Linked DNA regions of Mus musculus: all the other regions are linked to region 1. The links are chromatin contacts, called in public Hi-C and HiChIP or PLAC-seq maps. All regions are on one chromosome and are shown on one strand. Each heading gives the region's core, a stretch centred on a gene start, on an enhancer-like site or on the middle of the called end of the contact. The rest is flanking DNA. Distances are from core to core; before and after follow the strand shown. Region 1 has its middle 25 kb from the start of Gm32796. Region 2 has its middle 100 kb from the start of Gm46567. Region 3 has its middle 25 kb from the start of Gm46567. Region 4 has its middle 52 kb from the start of Gm46567. Region 5 has its middle 13 kb from the start of Gm32998.

Region 1 (5,584 bases), core at 597-3,096:
TCTGAGGTGCTAGAATTTCAGCAGTTGCAAGCCGAAGGTTCCAGGGCAAGGAAGTAGTCTATGAAGGCAACCCTGTCGTCACAGAACTCAGAGTCGCTGGCCTTCTGCCCTCCCACTCCTTAGAGAAGCAGAAGGTGAACACAGCTTGTCCCCGAGAGTCAATTTTATGAAGGGCTTGTTCTGTCTGAAACACCTACCTTCCCACCACCATGTCTAGCGAACATCTACTTGTGTTAGCTATATTTCTCTGTGCCGTGATGTACTACCTAGTAAAAGCAGCTTAAGGAAGCAAGGTTCACTTGGGCTCCTGCTTTGAAGGAATGCCATCAGTCCATGGAAGGCATGGCCATCTCAGTGAAGGAACAAAGATGAACGCTAGTGTTTAGCTTGCTTCTTCTTCATACTCAGTCCAGGCCCCCAGACCATAGGAGGGTGCTGCTAACATTCAGGGTGGGCCTTCCCTCTTTAGGTAAGCCGCCCTGGAAGCATCCTCATAAGCCCCAGCCATCCAATCTCCTAGGTGATTCTAAACCAGTCAGGCTGACACATGAAGACACATGACCCCTGTTTTCAAGACCATAATACCTCAGTGACCTTCTCAGGCAGGATAATTGTCCTGTTCACCGTTCTCGGTGCTAGGAAGGAAGGGAAATCCAGACGTTAAGTGAGTGGGCTCTGATTCTATTTATTTAGGTTAGTGTGTGTGTGTGTGTGTGTGTGTGTGTGTGTGTGTGTGTGTATGTTTGTGTGTAGGAATCAAACCCTGAGCCAGGACCCTACCACTGAGCTGCACTTCCTGCCTCTAAAGTCCAGTTGAAGTTCAGCCCCTGCCTTTCTGAGTCATTTTATCACACAGTGAAATGTTCTGGCTAGGACTGTCACCTCCCTGAGGTCACCACAAATTAAGGAAGTCAGTAAGACCGAGGCAAGTGCCAGCCTCGGTGCCTGCTTTGGAGCCTTATAACCCTAGGCTGCAGTTACTCTGTAATCCACCCTTTGCGACTCTGAGAGGCCCCAGACCGGAGCTAGTAATTCTGAATTTATCTCTGAAGCGATTAAAGATATTCTCGCTGCAGAGACTTAGTCTTCTTAAGGGATGGGCCCAAATGCACCGGGAGAATAAACACACACGAAAAGAACTGGGAACTGGAAAAGTAAAAAACAAAACAAAACAAAACAAAACAAAACAAAAACCCACAGGGTCGGAGTTGCCAAATTCAGAAGAGAAATGGCTCCTGAGCCCCTTTCTACGGCTTCAGCTGGGATCTGGACGCTGGATTTTCCAGGCTGCCCTGCTCCTGCCCCGTGCCAGGTCACAGCGCGGCCCTCCCACCCACGCGGGCCAGCAGCCGGCCAGGCTGGGCGCGGCAGGAAGGCGAGCCAGCTCCAGGCACCCTGATCCTTAACTGCCGCTTCCAAAGTCCCGGCTGATCCTAATCAGTGTGGGAAAGGAGCGCCGGGGCCCAGCCCGCCGCCGGAGACGCCGCCTCTTTTCATAAACTTTATCGCCGCGGTGCACAGCCCCTGATAAAGCACCATAAATAAACGAGCAGGCCCGAGTGTGCGGCTGGCCGGAGGCTGCCAGAGCGCACGCCCTGCCTCGGCCCGCAGCTCCCGAGGAGAAATGAATCATGCGCCAAGCTCAAGAGGGATCCGAGCTCCCCCCATCCCAGCCCCTGCAATCGCAATGCTATAAATAAGAAGGCAAGCCTCCCCCTCCTTGGCAGCATTCAGGACCACTAGGAGTTTCCTTGTGGCTGCCGGCCACCCTTCTGGCCTGGGAGCTAGGAGTGTTCTTGCTTACCCTCCTGCTTCAGGTCAAGTTCCTTGGGCCTGGGTTGAGCCTGGGCATGTGGCTCCATTATCACAAATTCCTCTGGCTCTTGCACAACACCCCGGCTGGAGCCGGGAAGGGAGGGGCGAAGAAAGGCTTGAAAGTCTCTGATGGCAGGTGATCCAGGGAAGGGGTCCCTTCTGCTTAGATAGCCTGTTCCGGTCAAACCCTAGGAGAAGCGCAGGGGGCTAAGCTCGACCGTGTCCAGTTGACTCAGGCGAAGGAACAGTAAAGATTCTGGTGGATAGGGAAGGAAGGGGGCCTTCCCGCCTCATCCCCCGCCCCGGGAGAGTGTGTTCAAAGGCTTCCGATAAATTATTCAACATCTTTTATCCTTCAGTCCTTAAAAAATGTTTTTAACTTTATTTTTAATTTTAAATTATGCATATGCACGCCTGTCTGTATGTATATATGTGCACGTGAGTCCCAGACCAAGGCATCGTCGGGAGCTACAGATGGTTATGAGCTGCCTCTATGGGTGCTGGGAACTGAACTCAGGCCCTCTGCAAGAGCAGTGTGAACTCTCAAGTCCTAAGCCCTCTCTCCAGCCCCCAGTCCTTGACATTTTTTTTTCTTGGTGGGTCTCTACGTTAGCCAATGGTACCTCTTGAAAACACGCTTGTGGTCTGCATCAGGCTTATGAAGTCGTCTAGAAAGACAGGTGTTTGGCACAACGTGTGCCAGCTCAGCACTAATGCCCAGTTCTCAGGCTTTCTGGTCCAGCTGCAGCCACCTGGCTCTGTGGTCTCCCCGCCTTTGCTTCTCCCTGGGCCAGAGTTTCCTTATGTGTCTGATGCTCTCTAATAGCTCCCCCAGCTTGCCTAGTCTCTGGAAAACACTATCATTCTTCTACACTCTTCCATTTCTGGACTGTCTCACCATAGTTAACTCTGATGAAAAACACTGCTTTGCCTAATTGAAAGAAGCCAGAGCTGGGAGAGACTCCATAACCAATCCCTGCTTGAGGTGAGCACAAGACTGTCCCTCACAGGAACTGCTGTTACTCTGTGGCGGGGGCTGGGGGAGCTAAAATATAAAAGCCCAATAATCTCTAACAGCCTCAACTCAGCACTTCTCTGAGCAAAAGTATAAGCTCCGTTGTGGCAAATGGCTTTGCTTCCTATGGGAGGGAGGCACCGATTGGCTTGAAACATCTATTCCAGAGAGCACTAATGCTGCTTTCAGTGGGGGCAGACTCTGGGGGAGGGGGCAGCCTCTGGTGGCAGAGGACAACCTAAGTGGCCTCTGGCTGATGCTGGAAGAATGGGTCGGGTGCCAATCCTGCTAGTCACGGCTGAGGAGAGGAACTCAGTGAAGTCGGCCATGAACAAAGACCTGCTTCTTCTAGACCCCATTTGTGACACAGTATGTCCCTGGGAACATGCGGCCCCAGACAGCCTTCATTTCCTGCTCTCTGGACAGAAGGGCACTCAGTCTTGTTTCCTTCATTTACATAATGTCAAAAATGAGTCACATTGTACTGTCATTTGTTGAGAAATATTGGCAAGAGGTTCTGATCATGGTTGGAGTTGAGTCCTTAATAAGGAACAAGCCTTGGGCAGGACTCGGGCACTGACTTAGCATCTGCGCCTCAGTTTCTCTATCTGTGCAGCTGGAAGACTTTAGAGGTTTCTTCCCACTCTGCATTACAGTGACTCTGCTGTACATGGGGGTGGAGTGGGGAGGAGTATTTGAGATGAAGCAAGACTTTCAACTTTCCAGAATAGAGATAGGTAAGGAAATATGTGAACATTTTTTTTCCCAAAAATTGTTCTTGCATCTGATTTTGCCTAGTATTATAAAGGTTGGCAATTGTCTTAGTCAGGGTTTCTATTCCTGCAGAAACATCATGACCAAGAAACAAGTTGGGGAGGAAAGGGTTTATTCGGCTTACACTTCCATACTGCTGTTCATCACTGAAGGAAGTCAGGACTGGAACTCAAGCAGGTCAGAAAGCAGGAACTGATGCAGAGGCCATGGAGGGATGTTCTTTACTGGCTCCCTTCCCCTGGCTTGCTCAGCCTGCTCTCTTATAGAACCCAAGACTACCAACCCAGGGATGGTCCCACCCACAAGGGGCCTTTCCCCCTTGATCACTAATTGAGAAAATGCCTTACAGTTGGATCTCATGGAGGCATTTCCTCAACTGAAGCTCCTTCCTCTGAGATAACTCCAGCTGTGTCAAGTTGACACAAAACTAGCCAGTATAGCAATCAAAGAAAACACATCAAAATGTAGGCTTGAACATCATCAGGGACCCAACTTGCTGTGTTAGCTGTTTCAACACTGTGATAAGATGCTGGTCAGAAACCACTTACAAGGAGGAAAGTTTTCGTCTTATTTTGGTTAGGTTGTTTGGTTTGGTTTCAGGGGTTTCAGACCACGGTCAGCTGACTGCATTGCTTTAAGCGTATGCCAAGGCAGAAGCATCATGGCCGAAGGGCACAGGGAAGGAAAGGCTGCTCACATGGTGAATATAAGGGAGCAAAGGGAAACTGGAAAGGTTAGGGCAATGGTATCTCTATCCAGGGCACGTGCTTTCTCCAACGAGGCTGTGCCTCCCGAAAATGCCATCATAGTATGAATCCATCAAGTATGGATTAATCCACTCATTAGTCAAAGGCCTCAGAATTCAGTAAATTCTCAAATGACTAAGCCCACCAGGCTGGATAGCAAGCTTTCCACACATAAGCCAGGGGGCAGGGGGATTCATATCCAAACATAATACTTACTAATTAGTTGTATTACTAATTACAAGAATAGGGGAGCCATTGTAGTGGCTTGGAAATCTTTGACAGTCACAGAATTCTGTAGAGGAAAAAAATCACACCCACTCTGTACCCAAGGACAAATCAATGACCTACCTGCCTTGGCAGATCTCCGGAATCCTGTCACCTGAAGCCTCAGGGATCTTGTTAAGAATTCCTGCTCTGGGGCTGGTGAGATGGCTCAGGGGGTAAGAGCACTGACTGTTCTGTCAAAGGTCCTGAGTTCAAATCCCAGCAACCACATGGTGGCTCACAACCATCTGTACAGCTACAGTGTACTCATATACATAAAATAAAAATAAATAAATACATCTTAAAAAAAAAAAAAAAAAAAGAAGAAGAAGAAGCCGGGCATGGCGGCACACGCCTTTAATCCCAGCACTCGGGAGGCTGAGGATTTCTGAGTTCAAGGCCAGCCTGGTCTACAAAGTGAGTTCCAGGACAGCCAGGGCTATACAGAGAAACCCTGCCTCAAAAAACCAAAAAAAAAAAAAAAAAAAAAAAAAAAAGTGAAAATTCCTGCTCTGGAGAGCTGGAGAGATGGCTCAGTGGTTAAGAGCAGTGGCTGCTCTTCCAGAGGACCTGGGTTCAACTGTCAGCATCCACATGGCAGCTCACAACTGTCTGTAACTCACACCCTCACACAGAAATATGTGCAGGCAAAACACAAGTGCACATGAAATAATAATAATTAATAATAATAATAACAATAACAATAAAGGATTCCTGCTCTGGAAGATAAGGAAACGCTGAGCCTGAGTTTTCCTAATCTGTGAAGAGGAAATACCACTGCCCCATAAACAGACTTCATGTGGTGGGGGTGCTGATATAGATCTGTGCTATTAGAACCCATTGGTTCTCTGCCTAGCAGACAGAGAATATTAATACATGTAATATTAATACAATTCCTTTTACCATCATCTGCCACAACCATTCCCTATTCTGCTGCACGGGATGTAAATTCCTTTAAGAGAAGCCGTCG
Region 2 (6,091 bases), core at 446-2,945, 230 kb before region 1:
CCATGACACAGCAAACAAGGCCCCAACCATTGCACAGTATGTTCCTGTGTCACTAGTGCCCACAGTGTCCTAAAGGAATTGTGCCCCTCACCACTCTGTCCTTCACTTACTCTGCCCACCCACACTGGTGCCCACTCATGCCCCAGCCTTAGTTCTTTTGTGTTATCTGTGGCTGCTGCTATCTATCTATCCAATGTTATAGCATTGCTGTTTCCTCTGCTTGCTGTTTGGTCTCCTCTGAACTGTAATTCCTCAAAAGTATGCAGCTTGGTCCCCTTCTGTAACCAAGAGCAGTGTCTCCTGTAACCAAGAGCAGTACCCGACATGCATAGGTGGTCATGAGTGCTACTGGGTGAGTGAGAGAAAGGAAGGCCTTTCTTTGTAGGTGTGCCGGGAGCCAGAGACACTCCAGTTACTCTATCTGTTCTTTCACTCACTTCTCCAATGAAGTCTTATTAAAACTCCTGGTTGATGATATACAGACACACACAGGCTGATCTCGATACAAAGCAGGTTTCAATACAAAATATTATCTTAAGAGTTCAAAATGCAACGAGACCAAGAGGAAAGATAGCGCAATCTGCTGTTGGTTTTGGGTGACTGGAGGTGGCTTCCTAGAGGAAGAAGCCTTTGACCAGGCCTAGGTGGATTCCCAGTTATACCAAGCTGTGGTGCCACTATCCCTAATCAAACTCAAGTTAACATTTCATCCCCTGTGGAATTGAGATATGGGTCTAGGTGGGATTTTTGAGGGGCTCTCATGAGTTGTTCATTCATGGGTTGAAGATTATCTGAAAGGTCTTTTGTCTAAGCCAATATTGGCCCTGTCTCTTGACTGTGTTGTGACATAGAGTCACTACCAGCAAGAGAACTATCCCTAGATATAGTCCTAAACCTTAGACTCTCAAACTTCCAAAAGTCTAAGTAATTAATTTCTTTTCTGGCTAAATTATGTAGTCTCAGGCTTTCAATTAGAGTAGCAGAAAACAGACCAAGACCTACTGTGAGCCTCAGGATTCATGGCTCAAGGCAGTTTCCAATATCCAGCAGCCTGATGGGGAACAGAGCAGAGTCTAAGAGACACACAGCATCCTCTTTTGTCATGAAGGCCTAAGAGGAGAAGAGACCAAAGTATCACATCTGCTCAGCACTCATAAGGTCAGGCCAGACTCAGTGCCTACAGGATGTTAATCTGGGAGTAGGCAGAGAGCTGGGCAGGAGATCAGAGCCTTCTCAGGGAGGGACTGGTGGGAGCCAGGCCAGCAGGGCTGCCTGGAATCTGGGCCCTGGTCTCTTGTGAGGACCAGAGAGATTGTCATTTGAGAATGAGGATAGAATAGCAGGCTCATGCAGCCTTCAAAGGCAACCCTATCTTTCTCTCTCTTCCAGTGGCCAAATCCCATGTGTTCACAATAGGATGGAGACACTGTAAAAAGACATCTGACTTGTGGTCCTGGCTATCTCAGATCTGACCTTCTGTTCCCGTTTCAGACTTCAGAGTGGAGTCTTCTTGTTCAGGCTGCTGGCTCTTATTTTCTCCTGCATTCACTCTAAGCATCTTCAGAGACTCAGGCAGAAACCAGCCAAGTGGAGACCTGGTTTTGGAACCGTATGTCTCTGCCACTGCCTCCTCCCTCTTGCTGAACTCTTGGCATCAGGCGCTTCATCACGGGTTTGAGCATGTGATGAAACTGGACTGTGGTGAGTAGAGAGTTTCTGAATAGATGTGCTCCCGGATGATGTCACCAGCAGTGACCCAGGAGCACCATCTGGGTGTCTGGCAGGGGTTTCAACTCGATGGGGCTGCAAACAAAGTAAAATTGGTGTCAGCCCAAATGATGGATGTGACATATGGGCCCGATTTCTGGGCTACTGGCTCAGTCCGGGCCTCTTCTAGGGTGGCCTGTGCATGTGGTACCCACAGCAAGTTGGGCTTGGCATTGACATAGAAGGTCCTTGCTTGCTTTGTCGCTTTTTCTGGGTCAAAGTAAGCACGCTGGCCATCTTGTTGAAGTCAAAGATGGCAACAGAGCCTGGGTCACTGCCTGCCCCGTTCCCACATCTGCTCTAAGCCCTACTCCCTCAGAAGGAGGTAGTGGCAAGCAGTCTGTAGCCCCCAGGTGGGCCCACTTCCAGTCAGCTGTGAGGATGAAGAAAGAGTTTGGCGCACTGCCCAGTCATTTGATGTAGACCATTGCTATGCCTATGGGGCAGGAAAGTACCCTGGGTATCACTTTCATATGTAGCTCAAATGATAGAGAACATGTTTACCCTTTGGTAAACATATTTGTTTACCCATGGCAGAGTCCGTTTAAGGAAAACCAGTGACCCAGTTCTTAGTTCCCAGTTTTGCCTTAACTCCTGCCCCAGCTGTTGTGGGCTGGTGTCAAATGCAATATCTGAAGTGGCAATGAATGACAAAGGAGAAACAGGGCTGAGGCAAAAGTGGGGAAGCAAGGAGACTAGCCAGACCTTAGCAGAGACTGATATAACTGAGCCTTGGGGCCCCAGGCAGGAGCCTGAGGACGAGATCAGCTTTTGGTTCAGGTTCAGCTCCAGCTGCTATAAAGTCTCTGTCAGGAACTGATTTTGAGGTTATTTATTTAACGTCGAAATTAAAATTAGCTAAAACAGCTGGGCGGTGGTGGCGCACTCCTTTAATCCCAGCACTTGGGAGGCAGAGGCAGGCAGATTTCTGAGTTCAAGGCCAGCCTGGTCTACAAAGTGAGTTTCAGGACAGCCAGGGCTATACAGAGAAACCCTGTCTCGAAACAACAACAACAACAACAACAACAACAACAAAACAACAAAAACAAAACAAAACAAAAAACAAAAATTAGCTAAAACACCCAAATGACAAAATATAACAAAGCAACACCTCTTTTTCATGATGAACATGATCAGTAGCATCCCTCTACTCTCCATCACACACACACACACACACACACACACACACAAGTACCCACACAATTGGAAGCAGACTTCTGGGACTGAATCTCAGCTCTGTTCCTTTCTGGACCAATACAGGTGATTGACAGGTTCTCTGTGACTACGTCTTTACAGAGGAGGTAACCATAGAGATTATAGTTTGAGCAGCAAGTGTGCAAAGGTTGGTGGGGGTCTTAGAAGGGTCTGTAGATGAAAGTGAAATCAAATTATCGGGACTCTCAAAACAGCCAGACTCCTATCCCTGTGCCCCCACCCCAAGCTTTCCTTCCCTCTTCCAGCCCAGGTATGTCATTTGGAGTAGGGTGGATGAGAGTCAGTTGCTCAGGGCAAACTGCTCTTTCCCTGAACATTCCAGTTGTGTACTTGGATCAACAAATCCCATGCCTCTTGTTCCAGAGAGGACCCTCTCTTCATAGTTCCCAGGTCGCAGATGTATAGGCTGGGCCTCCATTACAGTAGTAGCTCTGTGCGGGATGCCCACAGGTCTGTGTCTCCTATTCCTAATGCTCAAAGCTTCCCTGGCCAGGAGGTGCATCCCTTGGGGCCTCACAGTACTTGGAATATAGGAAGAGCTCATTAAATGCTTGGTGAAAACAAAACACAATAAACAGTCCTTCCTGATGTCACCTCTCCCATTTACGGCATGGCCAGAGCACAGAAGTGATAGATGTCAGCTTCATCTCTGGAGGCCCAGAGAGGGGATATTAGTGTGGGAGCATCCATGAACAGCTGTGCAGAGTACAGTGGCTCTGAATCTTCTGCCTTCTTTGTAGGCAGGCCTGGTCTCTAGCTCTCCCAGTATTGTTACAGGGAGCCTACCAGAGGTGACCAACTGTATTCCAACTGACTGTCATTATACTTGGGTATTCAGGGACCCAGGTATAGCCCCAAGTGTCCAGAACATGGGGGCGTTTTAAGGCAAGAACCACATCTAGCATCTTGCTCAGCAGCTTCAGGAGGGGCTTTGCAGATGCAAGCAGTTAGCTGGAGGGACTTTGGCACAGGCAGGCAGTTTAACAGAAACAAAGATAAGCTAACTTATCTTAGGGGCATCTTGACCTCAGGTTCCTAGAATAGACTTTGGTAATTTTTCATGGAATTCTCTAAGGAGATCAAATTCTAGTTAAGCCTGAAATGGCCTCAGCAAGAATACAAGATGCAGAAAGCTCTGCTCGGTCTTGCCCTGTCACACAGTTCATTCTAGAGCTCCCCCCCACCCCACCCCCGTTCCTTCTCAGCCCTTCTCTAGGCCCATCAGTATGCCCTGAGGAGGAGACAGTAGCTCAGGATCTGAGCACACAGTAAGTCAGGACTAGGATGGATGGACTGACTGGTCGGAGATCCAGGCCAGAGTTTGGAGAACAAAGCTATGACAGGTGTGGCCACTCAGACCTAGCTGCTGTCCTGTATCAGTCACAAATTCCCAGGAAGCAGGCGGTCTGCGCAGCAGACATTTGGGCTCAGAGCCATTCCCTAGTCTCACCCCACCCTGCTCCCAGCCGTGGTGTGGCTGGCATTTCTGCGGTAGGATAGATGTTTCTTGGTAGTGAGGCAGAAAACATGCAGAAAGAATTGTGCTTCCCCCCTCCCCAGCCCCCCACTTTGGCTGCATCAAAAGGTTTCTGGCTTCCAAACTGTGACATGGAGACATCCAGTCCTTGCCTGGGACGCAGCCAGTCTCTGTTTCTGGCACGAGAGGAGCAGCAGACCTGAGTCAGCGCCATCAGCCGTCTGAGGGAAAGGCTGCCACTGAACATGTGATGTGTGACAGGGACCTTGGGAGAGAAAGCATTAACATTGACTTATTTGGTCGCCACCTATCTCTTTAAGAGCCAGTTTTTGTTTTTTTGTTTTGTTTTTTTTTTTTTTTTTTTTTATCCATTATTCATTTGACCCTCACAGCTCCCTGGCTAGGACAGCAGGATATTACCCAGGATGAAAATAGATGTTTAAAAATCCCCAATCCCTTTAGACGTGCTGCAACCCTTAGGACAAGGCCTGGTGTACAAATTTCAAGGTCAGAGGCAGCCCTAGATGGAGAGGCTATGCCCAAAACCCAGGAGGCAGCTCAGTGCAGGGTGAGAACCTTAGCTTTGTCCAGTCTTCCCGTCCGAACAAACTGGGGCAAAGTACAAATCCCCCCAGGAGGTGGGGGGATGAGGGGAGAGTAAGGACGCCTTTAATCCCAGCACTCAGGAGGCAGAGGCAGGTGGATCTCTGAGATTGAGGTCAACCTGGTCTACAGAGTGAGTTCCAGGACAGCCTGGGCTGCACAGAGAAACCCTGTCTTGAAAAGCAAATAAAAACAAAAGAAAGATAAGGAAAGGGTAGGGCTGGAGAGATGGCTCAGTGGTTAAGAGCACTGACTGCTCTTCCAGAGACCCTGAGTTCAATTCCCAGCAAACACATGGAGGCTCACAACCATCTGTAATGGGATCCAATGCACTCTTCTGGTGTGTCTGAAGACAGTGACAGTGTACTCATATAAATAAAATAAGTAATTTAAAAGAAAGAAAGAAAGAAAGAAAGAAAGAAAGAAAGAAAAAAATTCAACTTTTTTTTTTTTTTTTTTTTTTTTTTTGAGACAGGGTTCCTCTGTGTAGCCCTGGCTGTCCTGGAACTCACTCTGTAGACCAAGCTGGTCTTGAACTCAGAAATCTGCCTTCCTCTGCCACCCGAGTGCTGAGATTAAAGGTGTGCGTCACCATGCCTAGCTTTCAACTTTACTTTTAAGATAATGGTACAAGAGATAAATTTCATAATGATTTTATAAAATGTATTATGAGCTGTTTAAACAAATCAAGATTTGACAGCGTTATATTGTGTTATGGTTTGTATATGCTCAGCCCAGGGAGTGGCACTATTAGAAGGTGTGGCCCTGTTGGAGTAGGTGTGTCATTGTGGGTGTGGGCTTTAATACCCTCATCCTAGCTGCCTGGAAGCCAGTATTCTGCTAGCAGCCTTCAGATGAAGATGCAGAACTCTCAGTTCCTCCTGCACCACGCCTGCCTGGATGATGCCATGCTCCTGCTTTGATGATAATGGACTGAACCTCTGAACCTATAAACCAGCCCCAATTAAATGTTGTCCTTATAAGAGTTGCCTTGGTCATGGTGTCTGTTCACAGCAGTGGAACCCTAAC
Region 3 (5,570 bases), core at 1,529-4,028, 160 kb before region 1:
CTTGCCCAGCTTTTCTTCTGCTGGTCACACTTCTGGTGTGTATCTCAGAAACCATTGCCTGATCCACAGTCATTCCCATGTTGTCCTCCACAGTTTTGTAATCTTAGGTTTATGTTCAAGTTTCTAGCCAATTTTGTTTTGGTCTTTTGTGTGCTGCGAAGGATGGGAAATTCTTCTCATGGTTCTCTCCCGGTTTCTGGCAATTCTTAGCATCTCTGGGCTTGTAAGTGAGTCATTTCACTCTCTTGCTTTCCCTTTAATGTGGATCTGTATTTTTCTCCTGTGCTTTGTCTTTTCCTGGATGATCTCATCTAAAAGTCCTGCATGTGATTAATCTGAGAAGACCTGATTTTTAAATTTTGTTTTAAAAGGCACATCTATCTATAGGTACTGGGAGCTGATACTTGTCCATACTGGGGAACAGTGTTTGTCTCATCAACTTCCTGTCTTACGAGGCTACTCCTCTGTTCACATGTTTATCAGAGATGGTAGGAATACATACAGGGTCCTCCTCGTCCTCATCACCTTGTCCTGGACAGCACCACTGCCTACTGGGGACACATGTAACAGAATACAAAGAAGAGGCTGGGAAGAGCCTTGAGGTCAGAAGCCAAAGAAGAAATGGAAGCCCAGGCTTTGACAGAGAAGCCAGGCGGTGGGGGGCAGAACACAGTTAGGGCAGAACTATTACTGTTGAGGTTGGCAGGGTTTGGGGTCGGTTGTGTGAGGGGGCAAGGAGCTGTCACCGAGAACTCAGGCCCTGATTGCTGAAGTCACTTCAGAGCATGTGAATGTCGGTGACGGATCTGTATGCAGGACAACATGGCTGTATTTTCAGCAACCCCTGCTCTGGCCTGGGTTCTGTTGAGCTGCCCCTGCAGTTGGAAAGTGTGGGCTCACCATTAATTGCTTCTGTTTTCACTGGAGCCTCTTCAGACAGTTCCCCGGAACCAGTCTAACTCTCCAGTCCTCGCTCCTGCCGAATCCACCAGCATCTCACTTCCTCACTTGGCAAGGCAATCTCGATGTGGCAAAGCAATTCCCACGCTTGCTTGCTTTCACACAGTTCCTTGCTACAAACCCTTGCCACCACAAACAGGACAGTGAAGGGCGTCAGTGTGTGTGTGCCACGTCTCACTTAGAGGTGACTGTGGAACAGCTGCGGTCAAGAAATGCTTTTGCTTCCATATCCTGTGGCCAAGGAGATGACCACACAGGGAGTGGGAGGGTGGTGTGTGGAAAGGAGGGTCACCCTGGCTGGACCTCAGGGCCTGTGAGAATCTCAATTAAAGAGGTGTCACTGCGTCCCATTGAGCTGTGTCCTCAACCTCTCCCTTTGGGAAGGCAGACACTGGGAACAAAGGAAAATGGATTCACATCATAAAAGCTCCCTGACTCTTCAGCCAGCCAAGGAACAGAAAGTCCCATATAAATTCACACCAGGTGGTTTGAAGGGAAGCACGTCACAGAAACATGACAATCAACAGAGCCATGTTGGATCAGCCGTTCGTTCCACTTCAGCCACTGAAGATCAGGATGGAGAGTCTATCCAGGAAGAACCCAGTGAGTAAAATATTTTGACACCGGAAGAGAATATCCTGACAGCGCTCCCTCCATCCGCAGTCACGGCTGTGGGACATGGAGGTGAGTAAGTATAGACATGGACCTGTAACATCAAAGGTGGAATATATAGGAAGGACCCTCCTCTTAGCTACAATTTCCTCACGTTCAGAGGGAGGCGTGCGACATTCTCTACCACCTCCCCTTTTTCTTGTAGTGTTCCTTAGCTCATGGTCTGCATCCTCAATGCATAAAAAAGTCCCTCTGAATCAGCCCGAGAGTGAGAGTGCTCTGCCCCACTCCAAGTCACACTGAGAGAGTGACTCCCAGGATCAATTAGCACAAGACAAAATTAGCTGGGTTCTACCTTTGGAAGAATTTGAAGCCATAGTAAACCAAAGACAGGCCACTTGGACTCCAGTTTCAGTCCCACCGTTAACGTAGTCTGGTAGCTTGCAGCATGCTATATCAGTGGGCCCCCATTTTCTCTCTGTAAGGTAATCTAAGATCATTTAATTTTTGAGAGTTCTGGCAACCCGGTCTTCTACCTGTTTTGCAAATAAAGTTTTAGTGATACATACCTTCAGCTATTTATTAAATATCACCTCTGGCTGCTTTTACGCCTCAATGGCAGAGTTGGGTAGCTGAGGCAGACAGCTGCTGTGTGGGCTAGAGCTGAAAATAGTTAATACCTGATCCTTAAAAGCAAAAGAGCTGGGTAACTACACCACCAGAGAGGCTGAGGCACGGGGAGAAGAGACTATTTGCCAAAACACCCTAAGGGAATCAGGGCAGAAAATGGAAATGTCTTCTTCTGATTTTTCTCTGCCAAAAGTTCTCCTGGCCCAAAGCTCACTATCTGAAGATCTGAGCTATGCCTGAGAGCCAGCTAGAAGACCAGGAGCCTGTCTCCTGGGAGAAGCCTGTGGTCTTGAGTAGAGCCTGAGGCTCCAGTGGTAGGGGCAGTCTGCCTGGGTTCTGTCTGGCTCAGGGTCAGCCTGCTGAGCTTCTGAGAGGAGCCAGCTGAGGCTCCTGACAGGCAATGGTTGAGCCTGGAGTCTGAGGAGAGCTGGCTCCCTAAGCCCTTTTAACCACAGGTCCCCCAGATCTAGGTAAACTTTCCTTGGCCTTTGAACTACAAGGGGACATTTCTTCTTGCCTCTGTACTCACTGGCTGTTTCCGCCTTCTGCCATTTATTAATCTCGCTGGTTAACCATTGAACCCAGCTCAGCCTCCTCTAGTTTCCAATCCTGTTCTCCCTGTTGGCTGCAGACAAGGGCCTGCACTAAACAAACCTAAGGTTCTTTTCTTTCTTTTCACAGCTGAAATCAACTGATAAAAGAGGTGGGGCTGGGGTGCAGTTTGCTAAAAAGACACTCCCTAAAGCCCTGGTGAGGAGGTGAGAAACCCTTTCCAAGGCAGGCCAGCTATGTTTAAAGAAATACATCACTGTAACACACACACACACACACACACACACACACACACACACACACATATACATACACACAGACACACACACACACACACTCATACATGCACACACACATACAGACATGCACACACTCACACAGCTTAATCAGAGTAGAGGCATAATTTAGAGAAGATGTCTATAATTTCTTCATCGTTGAATCAGATTGCTTGTCTCTAAACACAAATGCCATTTGAGTTTAGCTTCCCCAGTTAAAGATGCATGCTTTAGAGGGGGAGCATGCCAATTGTCGTAGTGGTAGGGAGCTGGAGGGAAGGGGAAGGGGAAAGGGAAGGGGAGAGGGGAAGGGGAAGGGGAAGGGGAAGGGGAGAGGGGAAGGGGAAGGGGAAGGGGAAGGGGAAGGGAAAGGGGAGAGGGGGACCAAGAAGGGCCTTCTGAGCACAGGGTTTGGGGGCTTGACATCAGCCACACCCTAGTTTCCTTTAGAGTATTAGAACTCTCTAGAACACCAGCTCTGTGAGGACCAGCATTTTATTTATCTACTGCTACATCCCTAGCACCAAGCCTAGTGCCCAGCAAGAGGTAGGTACTTAAATATCTGTTAAATGCATGGGTGACAGGATGCAAATTAGTGGCCTGGTCACTAGTCCCAATCTTTTGGGAAGATGGACATTTCACATGTTCATTGGCTCCCCTTCTGATGAATCCGGAAGCCCTGGCCCAGTTAGGACAAAATTCACAAAGGACAAGGGGGAGGACCCCCCTGAACCATTAACACAGTTCCAGGGACCTAAGTGTTTGTCTATCAAAAAACTCAGAGACAGTGCCCAGCACAGCCCCTTTCTGTGGCTGTCTGCCTACCATTGAAAGGGACAGATTTCCACCGTGGACATTTCTACTCTAATGACTCCCACTGCTGTGAGCAGTAATGTGTGCTGGGCAACTCATCTGTGTTTGTCTTTAATGCCCATGATAGCCTTGCTGTGTGGTGTGAGCCCTTTTATAGCTTAGGAAAAGAGCTGCAAGTGAACTTGCCAAGGTTGGAGAGCATAGCTTGGCCTGTCTTATCTTTGGCTGACGACAGAGACTGTACCTTGTCTATCACGTATACTTCTAGTTCTACGTACAATGCTAGAATTGGCTGTTGCCCTAACTCAAGACTGCATAGTTACTCTTTCAGTTACTCCTTCTGCTTCTAACCAGCTCCAGAGCCTGGGGGACCCACTTCTCTCTTGGCCTCAGTTTCCATATTCTCAAATCCAGAGACCTGAACAAAATTACTTTGAAAAATCTCCCATGGTTGAGTCTGTAAGAGGCGACTTTATTTTCTCAGAGGTCGCAACTTAAGTTTGCTTTGGAAATTTTAACAAGAAGAAAACCATTTATTGAAAGCAGCTCAAAATATCTCTTGCTTTCTCTGCTTAGGGACACTCTTGAACACCCTGCTAAGGCCTGGCTCTGCTCCTTTTAAAAAGAACTGACCTGTAATAGGGTTCTGGACTCAAGTGGGCACCAGCACCAGCCTGTAACCTCTCACTGCAGTTTCTCTCTAGTTCAGAATGCTTCTAATGTGGTGGTAAAAGCAGCTGGTCCCTTCCAGTGGAAGTTCCTGGCCTCAGGCAGCCTCTGGTGGAACCCATAGACCTGTTGGCTCCTGAAGTTAATTCCATTGTGATGAGATGGTGGGAAAGGGTGGCTTTGGAGAGGCAAGGAGCCTGGAGAGCCAGCAGTGCTGAAGGTGGGTTGGACTCTTAACTCAATCCTTGTTGCCCAATGGGGAAATGTGAAAACGTCAGGATTCTCAGCACTAGCTGGGACACCGCTTCTGGTTTCCAGACGCTTCTGCAGCAGAGACCACAATGAAGAAGGACAGACATCTAATCTACCTGGTGGAGACCCACCTGGGAGTCTCCAAGTTTCTTTACCTGGGGCCCTATAAAGGGAGCCTCTGACCAAGCCTGAGCCCCCTAGCTGGTGGTAGAGCTGGCACTCACATTGGAAACTAACTAAGCAGCTGCCTGGATGTCCGATGAGGGCATTAGGAAAAGAAAAGGTTGTAGTTTGTGCTGGTCCAAAGGACCAAAATCTGGAGCAGTTGTTTGAACATTTGGCCACTTTATTTAGGCAACCTTGAGGACAGACCATACTAAGATCAAGACCATTAGTGATGTCCCTGCCTTGCCCTGAATCCTGTGTGTATATGTGCATGTGCACACAAGAGAGCATGCCCCCTAATAATAAATAAGTAAAATGTAATTAACTTATTTTTTTTAGACAAGTTCTTAATGTGTACCTATGGCTGTCCTAGAACTTGCTATGTAGACCGTACTGGCCTTGAACTTAAAGATATCTGTTTCCTGCTGTCTCTCAAGTGAGTGCTGGCATTAAAGGCACTATGAAGAGAGGGGGCTTCTGGGAAGTGATTAGGATGTGAGGGCCTGGCAGCCAGTAATGGGATTAGTAAATCTAGAACGCTCTGGAGGGACCCTGTTTGCTCCCTCTGCCAGGCGAGGACACAGGAAGAAGGTACCATCTAGGAGGTCTGATGGATCCTTAATCTCAGATTTCCTCACCTCA
Region 4 (5,529 bases), core at 1,989-4,488, 180 kb before region 1:
AAGTTAAGAGGAAGGTTGCCGTCATCTGGCCTCGAATTTCTAGGTCTAGGCTTTTAAAGGCTTCATTTTTAACATGCTACAGCCTGCAAAGAGAAAGTAAAGGAAGTGGCCACTTGAGATCTGCCTCTCGGGACACTGGGGACAATTCTTGTCTCTACTCCTTCTCTCAGTCAACCGTGGTGCTTATGAAGCCTCCTGGCTGTTTCTGATGCTTTCTTGACTTGTCCTTGGCTCTCATGGGTATCTGACGTGCTGGAGGACTCCAGCTGGAAGTGGCGAATAAAGAGGGAACACACAGATGAGTATGCCATGAGCTGCTGCAGATACACACCCTAGGGGGTGACATCGAGTCCTCAGTCACACAGGCACCTGTTGGAGCTGCTTCAGGCTGATGCTCCTGAGGTATTCAAAACACTCCCACTCTGCAAAAAAAAAAAAAAGTCCAGCTTCCTGCATGGGTCAAGCTTCTATTCTAGAGAGCACACCTAGCTGCTGTCAGAAATGATCAATAACATGAAAATATTTGCTTGTGGGTGGCCTTAGTCCAGCTGAGAATGTCAGGGTGGAGACAAGGATGGCTCCAGGGCCTGCCTGTCATGATTCTTTCAGACTTTCCTAGTCCAGAACTTGGAATCTACTGCATTCACATCAGCTGGCTTGCACACAGTCCACAGGACTCAGAACTACTGAGCCCACCCCCCTCTGACTTGCACACAGCCCAGCACCTACACCTTCTGACCTGCACACAGCCCACTTGACCCGATCACAGACTTCTCAAGCACTCCTGTTTCACCACCTTCTGGTCTTGGGTCCCAGATGAGCGTCCCTTGTCTGCGTGTGTTCAACCATCAACCAGCCATAAGAGTTCCCTCCAAATAAAGCCTCCACTAATCCCTTTACTTCAGATTACTCTCCACAGTGCTCATGGGGACTGGTGATTGTCACTCTTCAAGTTAGAGGCTTTGACAGGGCAGTAAGATCCACATGCTCCTCTGAGATTTGGTCTCAGCTTGATTAGAAAGCTCTGTGGAGCCAGTGGGCACTGGCTGGCATTATGTGGGACAATTGATTTACTGTGAGGGAGGGGGCCCTGGGGACTTTAGTTCAATGTGTTGATTGATGAGATGAAACACGAGGCAACTTTAACTCAAAAGCCTTCTCTCTATGGAGGGACACTGCAGGCCAGACAAGGCGAGCTGCTCAAGACTGAGAACATCCACGATGGCTCTCCCTGGCCCCAGCCCCATCCTTGCTCCTTAGTCTGATAAAGCTTCAGTGATGCTTTTCAGGCAAGGCTGGGCAGAGGCTGCAGAGCACAAGGACTCCCAGCCATAGTGCTAAACAGATACAAAACCCAGAGCACCCTCCACTCTCTGAACCTTAGATTTGGTACACTCGCCCAGCAGACATGGCTGCAGTGCCTGGAGCAAGTGTTCCAATGACTCCGTCTATTATTTAAAAGTTATAAAATGAGATTAGAACAGTTACTGAAATATATCCTATCTCCCTATCTTTACAGAGGCATATTGTAAGAGCCAAAAACTCCAATTCTAGCTTAAAATTCTCAAATTCCAGGAATTTTGCCCCAGAACTTGGTAGCAGAAGAGAAGCGTGCCTCTGGCCCATACCCAGGCCCTTTCTTTTCCCTCCTCCTTCAATAACCTTGTCTGCAAGAAGCCTCAGATGCCCACACAGGCACACATCTGGACGTATGGTTCAAAGTCAAAGCTATTTTCCAAATCCCCTGAGCACTGCTGCCCGCTTGCTCACTCTGATCCTAGCAATGTGTACTGCTGTAGCCCAACCCAGATTCTCAAAGACAGACCTGAGGAAAGGCCCGGGCAGGTCCTAAAAGCACCCATCTGTGTTTCATTGGGGAATCTGGGAGCCCTCGGTATACAAAAGAGAGTCCACAATATGAACTTACTGACTCCTTATGACTGTGGAGACAGGCATGGCCCTGTAAAGAGTGGGGCTCATCTTTCCCAGACATAAGGGTGGAACTACTGCACCGGCACCAGCCTTAGGGGTTAAGATGCCCTGAGGGGTTAGGGTTTGGAAGCTTGCCCTTCCTTATCTACCCAAGGGCAGATGGTGACATTCAGAAGGTCCATGGCCATTCCTCTGCCCAGCTCTTGGATAGCAAGAGCCTTGTCTTGTCACTATTGATAGCAACTAGCACTGTCCTCCAAGGCCTGCATATTCACAAGGTGTCTTCATCATTCCGGCTGTGGTATGCGAAGTGAAAGCCATGCAGTTCCCATCTCTAAAGCAGACACTTGTATACAGCAGGAGGCCCTGAGTGGGCAAAGTCTTGAGTGGATTTGTATTGTTGATACAGGTACAGTCATGTCTAGGACCCCATAGCCTCAGGCTCAGAGAGAGAAATGGCAAAGCCTTCCTCAAGGAGCCAAGTGTGCAAGTGTGAGCACTGACAGTGTGTGCAAAAAAAGTCCACCATAGCCTCCTACCCCTTCCAGATACTCATGACTTGAAGACTGCTCCCTTACAGAGACTGTCCTATGAAGAGTAGCTAAACCTACGTCGTTGGTGTGGCTGAGTACCATTAACCCTGTTTTTTTATTCAGCTATTTGCAATAACCATGCCTCCCCTTTCCACTCCGTGTAATAAACACACTAGACTTCTGAGAGACGGTGGCTTCTCCAGCAGAGAGCACAGACCACCAGATCCCAGCCCTCTGTCTGTGTGCCAGTCTGTCAGACTATTCTTCATTCCTTGCCACAGCGGTCAGGTCAGATTCTGGAGCTAGACTGGATGTGGCAAGCGTGAGCCGAACCATTTCCAAAGTCACGGAAGCCAGTGATTTGTGGCTCCCAAGAGCCTCACTTTTTTTTTTTCTTTGCAATCACAGGTTCTCAACCACGAGCATTAAAATCTTCTAGGAGATTTTAAAAAGTTCCAGCACCCTGACCCTCCTCAAAGAGACCCCACTCAGTTGTTCTGGGATGCTGCAGGAAATCTCTCTGGGTGAATGTCATGGACGGCCAGGGCTGGGAACCACAGTTGGAACGGGATGGAAACAACTCCCCCAACACCACCCCCCTTACTCACAGTGGAGCAAGACAGATGCCTGGCCCAGACACGCAACAGCTGTAGGCCAGGCTAGACACCCAGATCCACGGCGGGGGTCCTTTGCTTACTCTCCAGGAAGAGGGGAATAAACAGAGCCCATTTCCTGGCCTCCCAGCTCCTCACCTCCTCATCCAATTTCCCAGGCTCCAGCTGAAAGCCCAAGGGAGAGGAGGCAGAACAGGCAGCTGTCTAATCTAGGTGGATTTTCTCAGGGGTGGGGGAGGCTGATTTTGGCTCCAGTCTTCCTCTTTCCTCACAGCTGGAGCTGGAACAGCCTGAGAGAGTGGGGCAGCGAGCCCAGCTGCTGGCTGTTGTTCCCCTGTTATCTCTCTCTCCTGACAGCTGCAAATCTGTTGCGGGGTGTGTATGTCCATCCAAGTGTGAGAGCATATTCCAGCAGAGAAAAACAAGATGGGAGCGTGAGGTTTCCTGCTCCACCAGAATCAGCACCTCTTAAGCCCTTTCCGAACCCCCCCCCCACTTCCCCTAGCCCATGTGATGCCTCTCCCTTCCAGCAAGCATCCGTGAGCACCCGGCATCCCTCTCTCTCTCACTGTGATCAACAGTGACAATTGCTACCCTCTGGCTAAGTGAATACCATGCACTCAGGTGGTTTCCTAAGTGTTGGAGGCTGGAGGTTCGATTCAACTCTCAGAACAGCTCTAGGATGGTGGCACACATCAGCATTTCTGTCTTGCACGAGGAAGCCAGGAGCAGAGTCAATATTTAACGTGAGCTCACATAGCTGCAGAGATTCTGATGCAGCCTACGGCCCTGCCCCAGTTCTGTTCTGCCTCCTGGCAGTGATTGGTAAGGAAGAACCACTCCAGGAGAGCAAGACCAATTTTGCCTCTGATGTCTTGTGTAAGTTTATTGTCTATATTGGAACTCTTCTTGGACAGTGTTGGCTGAACCTCTAAGTCACAGAGGTGAAGTACCTGTCGTTGTCCCCCAAAGTGCTGCTTCTGAAGCCCTGAAGGACCATTACCTGACAGGAGAATTACAGAGTGCAGCAGTGTAGGACTGGGCCCCAGAGATAACAGCAATATGCAAAAGAACAGAACAGAGTCCCTGATGGTTTGGCCACATTCATAGACCTGTCCCTCCCAGGTGCTGTCATTTGCTCATTGGAAGCACAGGTGCACTGGGCAGTTTGCTCAGGGTTTGCTAGATTGTGTTGACTGACCATATGTCACTGTCCTCGAGGAGGACTCAGAGGAACACTGCCACGATGGCAGGTAGGTACCTGAACACATCTTATCAGCCAAGCCTTTGAAGCTTTTGGTGTTGGGTGTTTTCTCCTGAGCTTACTGGCCGAGGACTTGGATAGGTGCTGGGATGGGGTCATCTGCTGAGAGGAGAGTGACAGTGAGCAGCCAAGAGCTTGACCTCAGCTGCCCGTGCCTTAAGGAAGGAGGCATCAGCCAAATGGAAGCCTAACCCATCTGATGGGCAGTACAGCTGATGGCTCCCTGGCCACCTCATTTACATCAGAGTAGCCTTTGAACTTTCTTTTCTCCCTTGAGTCATGTTTCATTCCCACTTGTTTAGTTCCCAGTGGTATAGAAAAATCCTATTTCTCCCTTACCAGGTTTTAAATTGTCACTCATCAGCACACCAACAAAGGAATTTTTTCCCCTTGAGGTAAAATTAAACCCTGCTTTGCAAAACTGGACGTTCTCTGATGTATTAAGCTGTAAATGCTCATGAAATGTCCATTGAAATAGAGATTCTGGCTCACCCATCTGTCCTGAGTACAGGATTGTCCACTTCGATAAAAAAAATTTATATATTATGCATACAATGTTCCCACTGCTTGGATGCCTGCAGGCCAGAAGAGGGCACCAGATCTCGTTACGGAGGTTGTGAGCTACCATATGGTTGCTGGGAATTGAACTCAGGACCTCTGGAAGAACAGCCAGTGCTCTTAACCTCTGAGGCATCTCTCCAGCACAGACTTTACACTTTTAACAAGCTTCCCGGCAATGTCAATGCTGCTGGCACAAGATAACACTTTGGGGCACACAATTATCAAGTGTCTGTGAGACACACACGAATCCGAAGCCTGGAAAACACAGAGAGAGCCATTTCTGGCTTGTGTACGTACTATGAGCACATCAAATGGCCCTGACAGGAGCCTTCAGCAGCCATAGATGGTTTCCTCTCCTTGGAAGCTTAGCCCCAATCCCAGTGCACCCAGCCACACCTCTGCTCCCACCGCTGCTTAAGTGAATCTTGCCCTGAACCCCTGAGCCATGTCTGCTGGGAAGCCTGGGCTGGCTGGAGAATCATCCCCCCCCCCCCCCCATTTCTGATGCATGACAGCTTAGCCACACCCTCAGCACACCTGCCTTCAGCTGTGTTTGTTGAGAACACACACACACACACACACACACACACACACACACACACACACACACACGCCATTGAGGAGT
Region 5 (5,982 bases), core at 757-3,256, 140 kb after region 1:
CATTTTAAAAGTTATACCATGTGTCCACTCAAACCCTTTGCATCCCATCTCCTTGTCCCCCTCTAGTCCCCTCTCTCTGTTTGGCTCATGGGCTATTGTTATTATTGCTGTTGTTTTATGTTTTATTCTGCTTTTTAAGGTAGGCTCGTGGGATGTGGCCTAGGCTCAAGAAGGCATCAAAAGCAACTGCTTCCTATTTTATTGGTTTACCCCAGGAATACAGTTAGTGCTTCTTAGGTGCCAGATGCTATATTCTGTACCCAGACCAGCCCTGGACCCCACCTTGAAGTGAAGTCTCCAAGTGGAGAGGAGAAGAAGAGAAGGCCCTCCACTGGCTCGGCCATCTTACATGTCAGGGTGACCCAGAAGTTCAGCATTCAGTCCCCTCGAGCTGTCTAGCTCTGGGCTGTAGAAGTGACTTGACGGTCTTGCTGTGTGGCCCCATATAGCTCCCCTCAGATTATTGGATTTTTCTCAGATTTCCTGGAGTGATGTCTGGTGAGGGATTCTGTCCAAGAGAATCCAATCACACTCCGATTTAGCACTTCCAAATTCAGCTTCTCACCCTCAGGCCTTTAAGGCTCAGGAGATCCTTCCCTTTCCCTCTCCCATGGGGAAGTTTGTAGGGTGGAGGAGAAGGCCCAAGGCAGTTTGGAATGAGGCCCTGGCAGAGTGATCAGGGCTCCTGGAGACAGGCTCCCTGAAGGCAGCTGGCCTTTCTCTGTACCTCCAAGTCACGCTTTATCCCCTCTATGGCTTCATGTTTGCTGTGAGTTAGTTAAAAGGGCTATGGTGGAATCAGACGGTTGCTCAGAGCTGGAGGAAGTTCATTGGAGGAGACAGCACAAGATCCCTAGATGACGGACACAGTCGCCTGGCCTGGGAAGACCAGCTCCCTTGGCAAGATCACCTTTCCCTTCTGTGTGCATCTTACCACAGTCTTCTCAGACCAGAGGAGAGTCCTCGAGTAATTAGGGAGAAGTGGCCCCAACCTCTGAATGAAGGAAGCCAAAGCAAGGTTTGGGGCTGGCATTTAGAGGATGACTGAATTGAGGTGAGGGTGGTGCGGTGGGTGGGGAGAGTGTGAGAATGGTTTGCAGTAATCTGAATAATACAAGTTCTAATCTTTCCTCCCTCTCCACAACTGGAGCCCAGATTCCTCTCCTCCCCCGCTCTCCTTCCTCCCGACCCCACCCTGACATGTACGCCTGTTCCCTAGCTCCCTCTGTCTCCTGCTTCCCATAACACCGGGCAAGCTCCTCTGGACCTGGACTCACTAGGTCCCCAGCGTGTGTGTCTTCCATCTCCATTCAGAAACTTCACACACCATTCACCCAAAACCAGAGACTGCCTCACAAGAGACTGAGCATGGCTCCTGGTCAGCTCTGATGCCGGCCTTGGGAAGCCTTCAGGAAAAGCCCTTGCTGGTTCAGCCACAAACACGGCCCTACCTTTCAAAAACACTGCTGGGGAAGACCCTGAACTTAAGAAGGCAAGGACAAGGTTGGGCTGTGCCCAGGGCACCTCCTTCCCCAGTGTTGAGCTAGTGAGGGTCCAAGGCACAGGGCTTAACAATCGGAATAACTACTGACTCCAGAGGCCTTGAAAAAGTTATTTTAACCTCCCTTTCCTTGTTTTAAAATAGATCAGAGATTTATGCTGTTAGTTCAGAAATAAACTTTGTGGGAAAGACTAATGGACTGATTATTTTTTTTCTCCTAAAGGAGTGCAAAATTCCAGGAAAGAAACAAACATGGGGGTATGAACGGGGTGGGGGTGGGAGTGGGATAAAAGAAGAAAAGCATGACTCCTTCTAGGTATGGTGGAGGAGAAAGCTTATTGCACATAAAAGGGAGAGCATAGCCACAGGCAGGGACATCTGGGAGAGTTCAGAGGGAGTGTAGCCCTGAGCCATGTCAGGAGAGGAGGGAGGAGAGGCCAGGAGGGGAAAGGGTAGACGGAAGGGCTAGGTAACGGAAATGACAAGATCATATAGGGAAGGGCAGCCCAGCCCCTGAGCTAGAGAAGTTCAGGGGACAGGGTGGGGTCTGCCAGGTAAGGACTGAGGAATGCTAGGACTGACTAGGCGGCAGCTAGGTCCTCTTTGGTGTGTTAAATAGGCACCTCAGCCATTAGCCTTGAGACCTAACAGCATATAGCGCATAGGCCCATACATTATCTTGGCAGAACTGGGCAACAGCTCCGTGGTCATGAGCTGGGACCCCACAGTGGTGTGCTTGGACCCAACTGTAATCCTCAGTAAATCATTCTTGAATGAATTTAATGAATTTACCTGTGCCCTCTGCTTGTACCAACCTCAGTACTTAGAGCTTACTGACTGTCCTGCCCCTGAGACTGCTCACAGTCCAGGCAGGAGACACTCCCCCAACAAGCTCAAAGGGAGCGCCTGTGGATATCAAGAGTGGGGGCCACATGGTGGCGCATGCCTTTAATCCCAGCACTTGGGAGGCAGAGGCAGGCAGATTTCTGAGTTCGAGGCCAGCCTGGTCTACAAAGTGAGTTCCAGGACAGCAAGAGCTATACAGAGAAACCCAGTCTCGAAAAACAACAACAACAACAAAAAGAGTGGGGGCCAGAGCGGGGGTGGGGGGCAGGGAACAAATGTTTCTAAAGGAAGTATCTGGGAACATTGGTGGGGGAGGGGCAGGTAAAGGAACGTTCCACAGAAGGAAAATATACCCAAGACCCCAATGGCCTCCAGGACCACAGCAGTAGGATATTGGCCGATGAGTTTGGGGAGAGGAGGCCGAGAAAGGAGAAGCACCTTGGAGGCTGGGTCAGCCAAACAGCACTGGAGGGAGGGTTTTATGTACCATCTGAGCAGCGTATTTCTAGACCCTTCAGACCTGACAACCTATTTTCTTTCTCATGCTTGAGAAGTTACAGATGCTTTCATGAGCTTGTGAGTGTAACTCTGAGAATGTCCTCTGTCCCTTCCTCCACACTGGCGCCCACACAGCGGAAAGCATTACCAAGCACTGGCTACACTACTCATCATCGAACCTGTTCCTTAGGAGAAGCAAAGGAGTGATTATCAATAACTACACCCAGGCAATATACTGGACCAAGGGCTCTCCCGGGTAAACCTGGGCGCCTGCTCACACTATCCATTGACAGGTTTTAGAGACCAGTGCTACGACCAATCAGTCCCGCATGATTGAAACTGAGTTTTTCACCTCTTCATCAAACAGTGAGATTGGAGGATTAGATTGTTTTCGATGGTCCCGAAGGCGCTTTCCAGCTCCAGAACTCTGTAACTCTGTGTTGGGTAAGCAAGTGAGACTTAAGAGAGGTCGGGTAAAATGTAGCCTCAAGGAAGTACTGGGGGTAGACTGCAATTCAACCTAAAAGTCCATACCAATATCCTGTGTTTTCAGTTGAAACCCAATAAAAAGTGCCCAAGAAAAACACTCCTCCCCAGGAAGCTGTGTGCATCTACCCACCCAGGAAGAGAAAGGCCACGCCCAGGAAAACATTCCAGTGAAATTAAAACCCAGGTGCCAATCAGCCTCTCCCACAGTCCTAGCCTCGACCCCCAACCCCCACCCTTCTGCCTCTCTCCTGCCAAGGCCAACAGCAAACAGGGAAATGTGGCTACAGCTATGAAAGGATGTGAGTTCACAGGGGCCCCTGGTCTGCAGGCTCAGTGCAGGGATGTGTGCTCTACAGAGACCCCTGGTATCCCAGGCTCAGTGTGGAGATGTGTGCTGTACTAGGATCACTGTACTACAGGCTCAGTGGAGAGATGTGTGCTCTACAGAGACCACTGCTACTGCAGGCTCAGTGCAGGGATGTGTGCTCTACAGAGACCCCTGGTACCCAAGGCTCAGTGCGGGGATGTGTGGTCTACCGGGACACTCTACTGCAGGCTCAGTGCACAGATGTGTGGCGTACATACCCTAGAAAACGAAGGAAACCGTATATTCAAATGCTTTTGAAAAATAATAAAATTGCAAGACTTATGTGAAAAATAATAAAATTGCAAGACTTATGTGATCTGATGTCAAGATTCATTATGAAACCATAGTAGCCATGCCACCGTGGTGTTGTGTAACAAAGGCATTTAGATCAATGTAATAATATAGAGAGTCCAGGAATAGATATACTAAATATATAGTTACTTGATCTTCAATAGACAGAAAGGAAAAGCTATGCCATAAATTATGCTGAGAAATTGGATTTAAAAAAAATGAAGAAATATTATTTGTTTCCACATTGTAAGAACTAACTCAGTGTAGATAGGAACCCTACATACAAAACCTAAGCTGTAGAACTGCTAAAAGAAACATGAGAGAAAAATCTTTGTGGCTAGGAATAGGAAAATATTTCTTAGATATTAGACGAAAACACAGAACTATACATTGGAACTTCATGGGTAGGTCAGATGGGAGGGTACTTCAATAGCAACCATAAAATCCTGCGTTCAATCCCCACACTGTGTAAGTAAGGCATAGAGCTACAATCAGCCCACTACAGAGGTAGAGGTAAAAGGATAAGAAGTTCAAGGTCAACCTTGGGTTGCACAGTTTGAGGCCAGCCTAGGCTAGTGTGTGTGTGTGATTAAATTTTTAAAAACCCAAGAATTTCACTTCAAGGGCATAAAGTTGGAAGGGGGTTGTATTGTGGGGTAAGAAAACAATTGGAAAAAGAATAAAGCTGGATATAGTGATCTTACATGTATAAAATGCTAGATATTAAATTAAACTTTATTTAAATTTTTATCCTCAGAAGGCACTCCATTAAGAATAAAAAGCTGCTGGAGTGAGCGGGGCCAGAGCAAGAGGGAGAAGGGAGGGGGAAAGAAAAAAAAAGAATTAAAAAAAATTTAAAAACCAAAGAAAATAGAAAAAGAATCTGTAGAAAATATTTGCAAATCACATGTCTTATAAGGGAGCTGTATAATACAGATTATGTCTAAAAAAATTCTTAATTTACCTTGTGGCGGTACAACAAAATGGCTGATTGCAGTTAATGTACAAAGAAGAAAGGTTTATTTGGTTCTTTAGGTGGTACCACTCTGGCTACATCACAGCATGGTGGAGAAGCAGCAAAGCCCTCCTGTGGTCACGTGTGCATGAACAAGCAAGTGAGCCTGGAGAGGACTCAGACACAAGCTTTGTAACAGCTGATCCTCAGGGACCAGCTCAGTTCTTAAAGAACAGCATCAATGTTTTCTAGCGATGGACCCCATGGCCCAATGAGACCCCAGCTTAAAGTTCCTACCGCTGCCACCCTGAGGGTCACGTTCCCAGTACATGAGCTTCCGGGTGAATAAGCCATATCCAAATATATAAATCTTACAAAACTGACAAAAGATTCAAATGGACATTTCATCCAAGAAGCACACAGATGGCACAAAAGCAAATGAAGACAATGAACGACAACCATTAAAGAAGCCCACAAATAAAAGCCACAATGATAGCTGGTTACGAATGCACATGCTGGTGAGCCCAGCACTGGGGAAACTAAGGCAGCAGGATAGTGATTTCAGGATAGATAGCCTGGGCTATCAGCAAGGCTGTGTGAAGCAATTACAGCGAGACACAAGCCTACTACATATTCGCTCAAATCTCTAAAATAAGCAAGACCAACAATACAAGTAACAGGACGGGCACAAAATAAGATGAGGTTGTCTAAAGGGTTTGAGAGAACAATTTTGTTTTTAGTTTAGCATCTTCCCAACACACAATCTATTAGACTTGAAATGAAAGCGTGTGTTCACATACAGACTCATACAGGAGCCAGGCAAAGCTGTTTTATCACTGTTACCTTACAATGAAAAGGTAAGGTAATCCAAGAGAGGAACTCTCCTTAGCAGTGAAACAGGGTATTTATCAGTATGGTCCTGTGTCACCTAATTACTGCCATATACAGTGGAAAATACATCACTAGAGTAAATAGCACAGTGCACTTATGCAAACTAGAAGGTCTGCAACATCATTAGACATTATTTTTTGTTTG

Evidence for each region. Hi-C and Micro-C count contacts between places; a contact is called where the count stands out from the background. HiChIP or PLAC-seq counts read pairs in DNA pulled down with a chosen protein or histone mark.
Region 2: a contact with region 1 is called in a Hi-C map of uterus. The contact joins two enhancer-like sites. A contact is called at or near these places in 1 of 15 datasets of contacts at CTCF or cohesin (stem cell-derived epiblast-like cells), 4 of 484 Hi-C or Micro-C datasets (the 3T3-L1 cell line, bone marrow-derived macrophages, cerebellum and 1 more), 6 of 115 datasets of contacts at active chromatin or transcription factors (the NIH/3T3 cell line, craniofacial prominence, extraembryonic endoderm stem cells and 3 more) and 2 of 9 other capture datasets (embryonic tail and embryonic trunk).
Region 3: a contact with region 1 is called in an H3K27ac HiChIP or PLAC-seq map of extraembryonic endoderm stem cells. The contact joins two enhancer-like sites. A contact is called at or near these places in 3 of 484 Hi-C or Micro-C datasets (liver and nephron progenitors) and 6 of 115 datasets of contacts at active chromatin or transcription factors (bone marrow-derived dendritic cells, embryonic stem cells, extraembryonic endoderm stem cells and 2 more).
Region 4: a contact with region 1 is called in an H3K27ac HiChIP or PLAC-seq map of heart atrium, with 2.7 times the contacts expected there. The contact joins two enhancer-like sites. A contact is called at or near these places in 1 of 484 Hi-C or Micro-C datasets (uterus) and 5 of 115 datasets of contacts at active chromatin or transcription factors (embryonic stem cells, extraembryonic endoderm stem cells, heart atrium and 2 more).
Region 5: a contact with region 1 is called in an H3K27ac HiChIP or PLAC-seq map of embryonic stem cells, with 9 read pairs. The contact joins two enhancer-like sites. A contact is called at or near these places in 1 of 484 Hi-C or Micro-C datasets (embryonic stem cells), 3 of 115 datasets of contacts at active chromatin or transcription factors (embryonic stem cells, extraembryonic endoderm stem cells and pancreatic cancer cells) and 1 of 9 other capture datasets (embryonic stem cells).

The regions. Positions count from the first base shown.
Region 1 is chr16:29,944,650-29,950,233 of GRCm38.p6, forward strand. No RefSeq gene overlaps it. Among named protein-coding and RNA genes, the nearest start is that of Gm32796, 25 kb to the right of the region's middle. Within about 2 kb of position 1,847, at least 312 of the 459 cell types and tissues checked have an H3K27ac peak or open chromatin away from gene starts, as enhancers often do. A contact at or near this core is called in cerebellum, embryonic stem cells, extraembryonic endoderm stem cells and 4 more, where this site is marked.
Region 2 is chr16:29,710,341-29,716,431 of GRCm38.p6, forward strand. No RefSeq gene overlaps it. Among named protein-coding and RNA genes, the nearest start is that of Gm46567, 100 kb to the right of the region's middle. Within about 2 kb of position 1,696, at least 18 of the 459 cell types and tissues checked have an H3K27ac peak or open chromatin away from gene starts, as enhancers often do. A contact at or near this core is called in cerebellum and uterus, where this site is marked.
Region 3 is chr16:29,785,578-29,791,147 of GRCm38.p6, forward strand. No RefSeq gene overlaps it. Among named protein-coding and RNA genes, the nearest start is that of Gm46567, 25 kb to the right of the region's middle. Within about 2 kb of position 2,779, at least 32 of the 459 cell types and tissues checked have an H3K27ac peak or open chromatin away from gene starts, as enhancers often do. A contact at or near this core is called in extraembryonic endoderm stem cells, liver and pancreatic cancer cells, where this site is marked.
Region 4 is chr16:29,758,768-29,764,296 of GRCm38.p6, forward strand. No RefSeq gene overlaps it. Among named protein-coding and RNA genes, the nearest start is that of Gm46567, 52 kb to the right of the region's middle. Within about 2 kb of position 3,239, at least 52 of the 459 cell types and tissues checked have an H3K27ac peak or open chromatin away from gene starts, as enhancers often do. A contact at or near this core is called in heart atrium, where this site is marked.
Region 5 is chr16:30,080,230-30,086,211 of GRCm38.p6, forward strand. No RefSeq gene overlaps it. Among named protein-coding and RNA genes, the nearest start is that of Gm32998, 13 kb to the left of the region's middle. Within about 2 kb of position 2,007, at least 30 of the 459 cell types and tissues checked have an H3K27ac peak or open chromatin away from gene starts, as enhancers often do. A contact at or near this core is called in embryonic stem cells, where this site is marked.